Regions from separate parts of the Urocitellus parryii genome. Here region 1 is linked to region 2. A link is a contact called in public Hi-C data. All regions are on one chromosome and are shown on one strand. The core of a region is the stretch at or near the end of the contact, and the rest is flanking DNA. Distances in the headings are between cores, read along the strand shown.

What was found. Hi-C and Micro-C count contacts between places; a contact is called where the count stands out from the background.
Region 1: a Hi-C map of muscle shows a contact between it and region 2, with 8 times the contacts expected there. The contact joins the promoter of Chsy1 here to the promoter of Asb7 in region 2. A contact is called at or near these places in 2 of 2 Hi-C or Micro-C datasets (liver and muscle).

The regions. Positions count from the first base shown.
Region 1 is chr6:147,374,524-147,379,778 of mUroPar1.hap1, forward strand. Chsy1 (chondroitin sulfate synthase 1) reads right to left here and starts at 1,858. Exons shown (of 3, transcript XM_026394712.2): 1 at 1,527-1,858. The coding sequence starts at 1,858.
Region 2 is chr6:146,768,112-146,772,911 of mUroPar1.hap1, forward strand. It overlaps Asb7 (ankyrin repeat and SOCS box containing 7), which reads left to right and starts at 2,215. Exons shown (of 6, transcript XM_026394726.2): 1 at 2,215-2,734; 2 at 2,920-3,019. Lins1 (lines homolog 1) reads right to left here and starts at 1,873. Exons shown (of 7, transcript XM_026394739.1): 1 at 1,503-1,873.

The DNA.
Region 1 (5,255 bases), core at 608-3,107, 610 kb after region 2:
ACCCCAAGTAAATCATGGTACACCTAGAAGAGAACCTGATCTGATAGCTCCCAAACTGATGTATTAGTCTATAGTTATAACACCTAAATTCTTTTTACTTGTTCTATTTAGATATACATGACAATAGACTATATTTTGATGTATTACACATATATGGAGTATAACATTCTAATTGGGATTCCATTTTTGTGGTACAATACCTAAATTTGAAGCTTTTCATCTGCTCAGAACTATTCCTGGCAGAATGTGGAGTCTGGACTTCAACAAGATAATGGAAACATGTAGGAATGGGGATTAAGTCATTCAAAGGGCAGTCAAGCTCTTTGACCTTGTTTCTCAATACTTCCTCCTTTAAAAGGAAGGAAAGATCTGTATATGCTAGTCCCATTACAATATCTAATGCTTGAAAACATAAAAGAGCAGTACTGGATTTAAAAGCTGAAGTTACAAAGGCATTTAAAACAGAAAAAAAAAAAAGAAAAAGAAAAAAAAAAAACATAACAAAACCCCCGGCAACTATTATAGCCTTGTTCAGTACTGACTGATCTAAAAGTTCATTCCCAAAACATTCGAGCTCTAAAATCATTCCTGACACTGGCTTGTTTTTGTGGCCTGATGAACTCCAGTGTTTTCTATATTTCACACATAAAGTTTCCACCAAATCCCTTTACTGAGTGTACATCCCTCTCCTACTTTAAATTCACTCCACTACAAATCTGATTCTAACCATGCCGGCCATTCCAAAATCATCATCTCCTTTCTAAAGACTGCTTTGGCTAATCCCTTTGTTAATCCTTAACATGACTACAGCCACTTTTATGACTCATTTAGCCAACTAGGCTTCAGTTACTGGATAACATTCATGTACCATAACTGATGAGCTAAAGAACGCGGGAATGCTGCCTTCCACGGAATCTATCATGGGAAATTATTTTTTTTCTCCAAAGTTCTTTTTCTCTCTGCTTTTCAGACCGGTGTGGTCAAGTGCACAGTGGGCACCCCCTTTCGTTCACCGGAGTGCCTTCAACTGTGAAATCTAGAAGTATGCTATGGAAAATCTCTAGCCAGATTAACTTATATGAGCTCTAGCTGTGCAAGAGCAAATGTGCTCATTTTAGAGAATCAAATTATAACCTCACTTGCCACCACTACCACAGGTACTGGGCTATGAATTTTCCTACAACCTACAACCTCAAGAGACAGACGCATTTAGTCAGGCCCATTTAACAAAGGAGGAAGCTTGGACACGGAAAGCTGAAGTGCCTTGCAAAAGGTTAGGACGAGGCACACCCACAGAGTCATCCTAGTCCATCCGACCCCAGAGCAGGGCTCCTGAGCCTTGTGCTCGCTATCCCGCCGCTCATGACATCAGCTGCCAATGTCGGTCATCTCCTGAGAAGAACACCTGGATCCTCCAAAAAGTCTGGGAGCCTCGAGTCTAGACAAGGGCAGGAGCCACTGAACAGGTAATGTGGCGCACCTGGATGCAGAATGCGGGAGGCTGTACCCAGAAAGAAAGGGCTCACCTGTAGGCAGCCACAGCGCGGGTCTGCAGGTATTTCTGGGCAGTCATAACTCCCACGAAGAGAAAGTTCCTGTCGCGCGGGCCACCATCCGGGGCCGAGCCGTGCAGCCACAGCTGCGCCCCCCGAGCATTGCCGCGCACTCCACCGGCCTGGGACGCTGCCGCCGCCGCCGCCGCCTGCCCGGGCCGGCAGCCCTCGAGGCTGGTGCGGCGCCGCGGACCCGCTCGCTTCAGCTCCGAAGCACGGGGCAGGACAAGCCGCGAGGCCAGCACGAAGCCCAGCACGAGCCCGAGCAGCACGCTGAGCCAGGCGCGCCGGCCGCGCGCGGCCATTCCCGCGCCACTCCGCCCGCAGGGCCGCTGCCGCCGCCGAGGCTCCCCGCGCCCTCAGCCCGCCGCCCCCGCCTGCGGAGGCCAGCCCGTCCTAGCGCCGCGAGGCCCGGCCCGGGCAGCGCCGCGGCCGCCGCGGGCCCGCCGCGCCCATCGCGGCCCCCGAGCCGCCCGCAGGCCCCGCGCCGGCGCTTTGTTCCGCACGCCCGCCCCCACCGCCGCGGCCTGCGCCTTTAAGAGGGGACCATGCCCGGAGCGCGCCGGCGGCGGCTCGGGAGCTAGGCGGCGGCGGCTCCTCCCGCTCGCGCGCGGAGGCGCGGGGCCAGCGCGACGGCGATAGCAGTGGCAGCCGGGCCAGAGCCCCTGTCCCGCCCAGCTCGCGTCCCCCGGCTGGCTCTGCTCGGATTGTGCTGCGCCCGCCCCCGTCCTCTTCGTGGCCGACGCCGCCGTCGCAGCTGCACATCCTCCGGCTTAACTCGCCATTGCAACAGAAGCCCCTCACGTCACGCACAGCGCGTTATGAAGCGGCTCCGGCGGCTGCGAACCGTGGCCCCTCTCGGGATCCGTCCGCGCCGAGCGATTGGCGCAAAAGTGAATGGGGGGCGGTTCACGTGGCCAAAGTTTGATCAAAAAAAAAAATTAAAAAAGCCCACGTGCCCCGCCCGCCGGTGCGGTTTGCGGCCGGGCGGAGGGGGCGTGGGGCCGCGTCTGCCCTAGAGCTGCAGGCCTATTCAAACGCCGGCTCCAGCAGCCCGTTATCCGCGCCGGCGGCCACGCCCCCGCCGGCCCGCAGGCTGACTGCGCCGGGTGGGAGAACTCGCCTCCGTGGGCGCCACCGCGGGCAGTCCCTCTGCGCACCTGGGCGTCGCTAATGGACATCTCCAGGGCGAGTTTTGCAGAAGGGGCTTCTTGGCCCCAAACTACACGAACCGCACGTTCCTCGCTCCTACACTGTCCTCGGATAAACCCCACTGCCGCGCCCTGCCCGTCAGCCCGGCTGACCTCCCTGCTCCTTTGCCTGCGTCGCCCCATCCACACTGTATCTTTGTTCCCGCCGTCCTGTGGGCAGGAACCGGCACGTATAGAATCAACAGCTGGGGAGCCGTTTGGGACGTGCAGGCTGGGAGAGTTAACCATGAATTCAGTTACCTTGAAAGAAAGAAGGGAGGGAGGAAGGAAGGAGCCACACTTTATGCGCAAGCTCTTCATACAGTACTAGCATTTAGTAGATGTTGAAGAAACGGCAGAAGATGTTAATACTCTGGGCAACAAACCACTACTATTATTTGTAGTCTAGTGGGCAGATAGCTGATTAGTATCGTTCATCTGAGTCTTTGTCAATATTTTAATAGTTAATCTACAAAAAGGGTCCTGGATTTCTGAAGACAGATTTGGGGGTACCTGCTCCTCTACGCTAGACTTTAAATTTTATACATTTCCTTTATGAAAACTCAGTTAAAGCAACAAACTGAGAACGTGACAATTCAACAAATGTTTGTAAGTATCAGTACTTAGTCGCCAATATATTATCGGGGTTTCATAATGAAATTCTCTAAGAGCAAAGTATTTTTTTAATACCTTTATTTTGTTTTTATGTGGCGCTGAGGATCAAACCCAGTGCTTCATGCATGCTAGGCAAGCATTCTATCTCTAAGCCACAACCCCAGCCCCAAGAGCAAAGTATTTCTTGGGCCTGAGGGGCTCTCATTTAATTAAGTGAACCCAGCAATTCGAGACAGAAACTAAGCATATTTGGGGATAATCATTGAGTCTCTCTTCATTACTAATAAGACCAAATAACTGAGATATTAACATAGTTTAAAATACCAAGCTATGAGAAATGCAGGCACTTTCTTTTTAACCGAATGGTGGTCGCTCTTGTTTCTTCTTTGGAGTACTAGTACTTTCTTAGACTTCTGTGATTTATGTCAAAAATAGTTCATTACTCACTTCCCCACACTCCCTCCCAAGAAGTGATCCACATCCAAAAATAAAATACGATTATGCAGTGAATACAGGATTCCAGCAATGGTCTTGAGAAAAATACAGAACATACAACCATGAATTACAGGCTCAAAAACCATCGAAAGAGGTTTCCAGTAAGACTATAGACCACAAATGCTGGGGAGTCACCAGAGCCCCCCAAATTCAGCAACAGCCCCATAATTCAAAATGATTTAAGTAAGACATAAATATGGCAAGTTGCAGGCCTGTAGACATTCAATTTCATGACATAGTCAATGATTTCATAACCTGCTTTGGACATGTCTTTATTTCCTCTCCTAAACTAAAATCCAATAAAAAGTACAGAAACATGTGAAGGGAATAATATTTTGTCTTCCACAACTTCCCAATTCCTAGAAATCCCTGGATTCCTAGGTGCACATTCGGCCTCACCTACAGGTTCAATAGTGGAGGCCTTGGAAGCTCCTCACAAGTTTCTTCACATTAATTTATTTTTAAAGATAGGGAGAAGACTGGTTGTTAAGATTTTGTAGGTGTGTCACCACAGTCCATTAAGTGTAATGATGTTTGTTGGGTTCTTGATTAACAGCACTGGGAACCTTTTTTGTTATTTTGGGGGTCATTGACCGCAAAATAGGAGTGGAGTTAACCATAATCAGATACAGGCCCACATGCAAGGGAAACCTGAACTGTGAGCATATTCCATGAAAACTCCTAATGGCACCTGAGAGGCGGCTGGCTGGTACTGGATGCGGGGATCAGGAGCCTGGGATGGGCTCTGACTTCTAAACAGAGTCCCATTTAACCAAGCTCAAAGAGTTTCAGGGTCTGACAGTTCTCCTTTTCTTTAAACGGATCTTTCCAACAGATCCAGTTAAAGTCTCCTGGTAGTGAGTCTAGACTGATATTGAGAAATTCATTTTAAAATGTTGGATCATCTACTTCCTTTCTGTTTGCATGTCTGTGATTCTCTGACACATAATTAAAATTCACCTCTACCTACATGACTGAACATTTTCTCACAAATTGCAACTTTGTTCCCGCACGAAATACATTTTTTTTTCCCTGCTGCTAATACATTGAATGCCTGTTGCAGGTATAACATTTCGTGTAATTTGCAGCAATTTCTTGGAAACTCTTGGTAAATACCTCAATTGTTTATTGGCAGCAAGCCTTGAACAACTGACAGAGTTCCCTGTAAGGGCTTCTTGAAAAACTCAGTGTCTGGACTTGAGCCTCAAAAGAGGGTCCCTGGAAAAAAATGGTAATAATTTTTTTAAAAAAACTTTTAGGACTGCCTCTTTTAAGAAACAGTGAAATTCTGAGAGTTGTAATAATCCATCCTTTCAGAAGGTTCTCTTCACTGCCTGCAAAGATTATCTGTAATGACCATTTTACTAATATTACCTCTTAACCTCTATTAACCCAATAAAAT
Region 2 (4,800 bases), core at 965-3,464:
AGTTCAATATGACTTCTATATTTCCTTGTTACCCAAGCTAGAAACCTGGGCATCTTCCAACCCTTCCCCATCCGTCTTCCCTCCAGCCTCACTGTCATTGCTGCATTTACCACTTTTATCCTAGACAATTGCAACAGATTCTTTCCTAAGTGGTTGTATCTGGCCCACCTTACATCCACTGCCTTCTGAAAAAATGTTTACTTTCTTTGGGATAAAGTCAAAGCCCTTTAAACATGGCATTACCAGGTCCTCTGAGATCTAATTATTGGGGTCTCCTCACTTCTGAGACCACAAACTAAGCTCTATGCTTTTTCTAAGGTCCCTAGAAATTGTGCACTTAAGAGACTCCCAGGCTGTGTGTAACCCATTTTTTTCTGACTAAATCATACTCAACCTCCACCCTCCACCTTCAACTTGGAAACCATTACCCTCAGAGAGCCTTTTACATATGCAAGTCAGGATCAGGCAGTCCTGCCATATAATCCGTAGGTTAATACCACAGTATCTGTTTCACTGCATTCTCCTCAACTTTGGTTCTTTGGTTCCCTCCACACTTGATTATGAGCTTCTCTGGGCAGAACTGAGCCCTGTTTGTCCACATAAACACGTAGATGACTCACATGGAAGGCACTAAGCAAGTATTCTTGAATAAATGAATGACAGTGTAGAAGAAAACAGGAGAGAACAAACTTAAGTGGTTATGATTCCCACCTGCCACAAAATATCCTAATATATCTAATTACATAAAAGTAGTCGATACATTATAATACTTCCTTCATATACAATCAAGTAGGTATTTTACTTTTGAGGATACTGGTGGGAGTCAAATGTCTGATGTACTGGGTGACCTTAGTCTGAGACATCATTTCTTGCCTGGACAACTATAACAGCTGACCATATTTGCTGTAATCCAGCGGCCCACCAGTCTTCTCTATTGAGGAGCCAGTAGTCTTTTCAAACATAAATAAGAGACTGTCAAAGCAAACAAGGTGCTGCAAGATCCACAGCCTGTCCCACACCTTCTAATCTTATCAATGCTCTCCCCCTACCCTTTACTCTCTGCTTCAGCTACAAGGATTTTTTTCTTCAGTTCCTGTAAACAGAAAAGCTTATTCCAGCATCAAAAGCTTTGTACTTCTGATTCACTCTACCTGCAAATTTCTTCCCCTACAACCGACATGGCTAGCTCTTTGTCATTCAGACTGCTGCTCAAATGTCACTCTAAGACCCTTCTTGACTACCTAAAACAACCCATCACGTCCTCGCAAATTCGATCCTCTTATTTTGCTTTTAGTATAGACTGTCCCTGATCATCTTGTATTAATCTCCCTTGATGAAATGAAAACACAAGTGATTGCCTTTCTCTTGTTTTCTGTTGTCTCCCCAAAGACTGGAACAGTGCTTGGCCAGTAAGTACTAGCGAAATGAATTAACGCATTTAATGAACACGTCTTCATATGCCCATGTTACATGTTTCCCACTCTCCCGTTACCTTCACTCACAGGAAACCGTGGACCAGAGAGAGGATCGTTATCCTTTCAGGAAAGCCCTTGAGCCAGCATCGCGGTTCCAAAGACAATGCTATCTTGCAGCCTCCGGGAGGCATCTCCAGCTTGGTAGCTCACCGGGTCTCTGAGACCGACAGATGCACCAAAGATTGAGCACTGGAAGCGCTGAGGAGAGGCGGAGGGTCAGGGCCTTTCCCTCCTCACTTTGTGGAGACTGCTGCCTCCCCAGCTCCGGTACCAGACCCTCACTCTGCTGTACACACGTCTCTCCAGTCGCTCAGTTCAACGACCGCTTGGGGTTACCTGTCCGGGAGCTGCCTCAGGCCTCTCGGCCTTCTCAACGCCATTCAAGTTCACGCCTGTTCTTTCAGGGCCACCGTAGTTCACGGAATGTATACGCTAATCCACTCCTCCCGCATGCGCACAGCCACCATTCGGTGTACAGTGTCTCTTAGCAACCACTTCGAGTCCCTCTGCCAGGGGCGGAGCCTTGGAAGCCTCCGCGGGGAAGCCGAGGGGAAGTGAGTGAGACCAATCAGAGACGAGTGTTAGCTCCGATCGACACGCCTCTCCTAACTGTCGCGAATCCGCAAGCAGCTTTACGGCAGATAGGGGGTGGGGGCTGCTGGGGAAAGGAGGGGAGAAGGAAGCAACCAACCAACCAAGTCGCCCCCACCCCCCACCCCCTCCCACCCCGGACCTGGTTTACGGCTCAGGGCTCAGGCTCTAGTGCGGCCGCTGATTGGCTGCTGAAGGATTGGTCCCATCCCAGTGACCCCAAAGTGCTGGAGGGAGGGGGCGGGGGTGGCCCAGTGCAAAGTGCATCCCGAAAGCCCCCTGTCCGGAGACCCGGCTGCTGGCACTTCGGACTCTGTACGACCTAGGACCTCGCTGTCCCGAGACCTCCTGAGTCCCTCCGTAGCTGGAAGCCTCTGGCCCGGAGCGCGACAGCCCCCCTGCTCCGAGCCCCTGGACCGGGGCTGTCCCCCCCAATCCTCGAGCCGGGACTTCCTCCCTGCACCCCTGTCCCGAAGCTGCCCGGAGGCCAGGACAGCCACCCCTACCCTACTCGGCTATCTGGATGCTCTCCGGGCCAGGGCCGTGAGGCACCTAGGAGGATCGGGAACACCCGTGTCCGGCCCTGCCTGGGGTGTTTCTTCAATGGAGAAGTTGGTGAGTGTGGAGGAGGCTGAAAGAAGGAAGAGAAGCAGCAGCTGAGGAAACAGGTAAAGTCAGTTACCTCCTCCGAAGGGAAGGGGGCTACCTAGAGGTCTGGGAAGAAGGAAAAATCACTGTTTCTGCCTGCCTGCCCTTTGCCACTTTCTAGCTTTTTCCTTTGCTCCCTCTTTCTTAGAACCCTTTTCTCTTCGCCCCTGGGGCACTGCACCACTCACTGGTTTCCGTTTTCCAGGTGTGAACTGACCGGAGGACACTCGAGAGCAGGAAGGGGGTCTGTCCACTCTCTAGAGAAGCAGCAGGCAGAGTACCTCTGACCAGCATCTTCCATAAAGGTAATGAGCCAGACCTCCCCTCCCCCATTGTTTATTCCTGGCCCCTACCTCATTAGGCAGTGCATTATTTTCAGGGCGGTTGCTTGGGGATGCATCCTTTCCTAGACCCCAGTTTCCTAGCAAAAACAAAAACACTGCAGGGCCTGATCCTTAACGTTTTAATAACTTCTCTACTCTAGAAACGTATTTTCCTTTTCCTCTCCATTCAGTGAGTTTCCATGTTTTGCATTTTATCCTTTGATACACTGTGCCATTTGCTCTGAGGCTTTGAGACCTTTTTGTAGCTCTCCCACCTTCCTTACTCTCATAGGAATTCTTCAATTTCATGTTAATTGCTTGTTAATTCTGAAAGACTCTGCTTTTTAATTAAACCACAATTTACTTACCCCCACCCCCTTTGCTACTTCTGTCACCTTTTCTGTACCTCTGTCAGAAAATCTTTTCATTACCTCACCTGACAGTCTGGTAGGGGAGGGTAAACTATTGGCTTGAAATTTGTTAAGTTTCAAAAATACTCTGATTTTTTTTCAATAGTAAAAAGTGGATATATTTACTTTTAAAATGTGAATAGAATGAAAACAGTATTAGCTCCTGAAGCATTTACATGTGATTAACTCTAGGTTTTCCCACATTTGTGTATGACAAATATGGATAGACACCAAAATTTTTACAAAGAGATATTTGTTACATCACAGATGTTTTAGACAAACAAAAATTTACACAATGTTTTGTTAACAATCATTTTACAGTCAGGAATACAAAAATAAAGGATATTTTGGTGTGTTTAGATATCTGGGGCTTAATTTTGGCCCTCTTCATAAATCAGTTTTCTCATTTCAAAACTCTTACAGAGAATTTGCTAGATAAAAATTTAAGCATCTAATTCATGTGGTCACATTTCTGCTGCCTATTTTGATGCTGCCTCTGAAAATGCATTAAAGGTAAGTTTAGGACATGAATATAATTCCTAACGAGAGCATATGAGCACAGAAATTTTATAAAGGCTAATTCAGAAATCAGCCAAGTGAATGACTTTTCTAGCATCTACTAGCAAGGGTATAAAGTGACTTGTTAACCTCAGGATTTTTTTTTTTTTTAATATCTCAGATTGTGTAAGGATTTTTTGGTGTGAAAAAGTACTTAAAATAACAGATGATTTTTTTTTACTTTGTTCCACTGGAGTTTCTGCTTTCCATATGATTCTACTAATTCTCCAGATATAACTAAAGATACTTTTAAGGGATCTGGATATTCTTGAGATCTGGAACTGGATGTCAAGACTATTTTCTGAATACAATTAGAAATAGCATCTACCAGTGACTGTTCTATGGTGAAAGTTTAGGTAGATCTTTATATATGTATGTAGGAATCAAGGCTAATTGATCATTTCAGTAAAAGCTAGGCATATAAAGTTAAATGCTGCTTTTTATTATTTAAATATGGAAGTAAACAGAGATACCTAAAGATTACTTTAGAATCTAAAAAAAAGGCTAAATATTTGAGATATGATTTAAAGATTCATATGAAGTATATATTTTCTATTTAACCCTTCTTGGTGAAATATTTTTTCTGCTTTGGATTTAATCCTAGTGAGTTTTCATTTCTGAGGGCTTTCTCCATTACCTGAGATGGTAAGAGAGGGGAAGTCTGTAACTTGTCAAAAACTTATGAAAAGAGGGCATTGCTTTCCCCATGTTTCCCACCAGTTCATTCTCATTGCTTAAATAATATCATGGATCTGCTCAGCTTTTAATCATTTTTCTAAGATTAGAGAATATTAT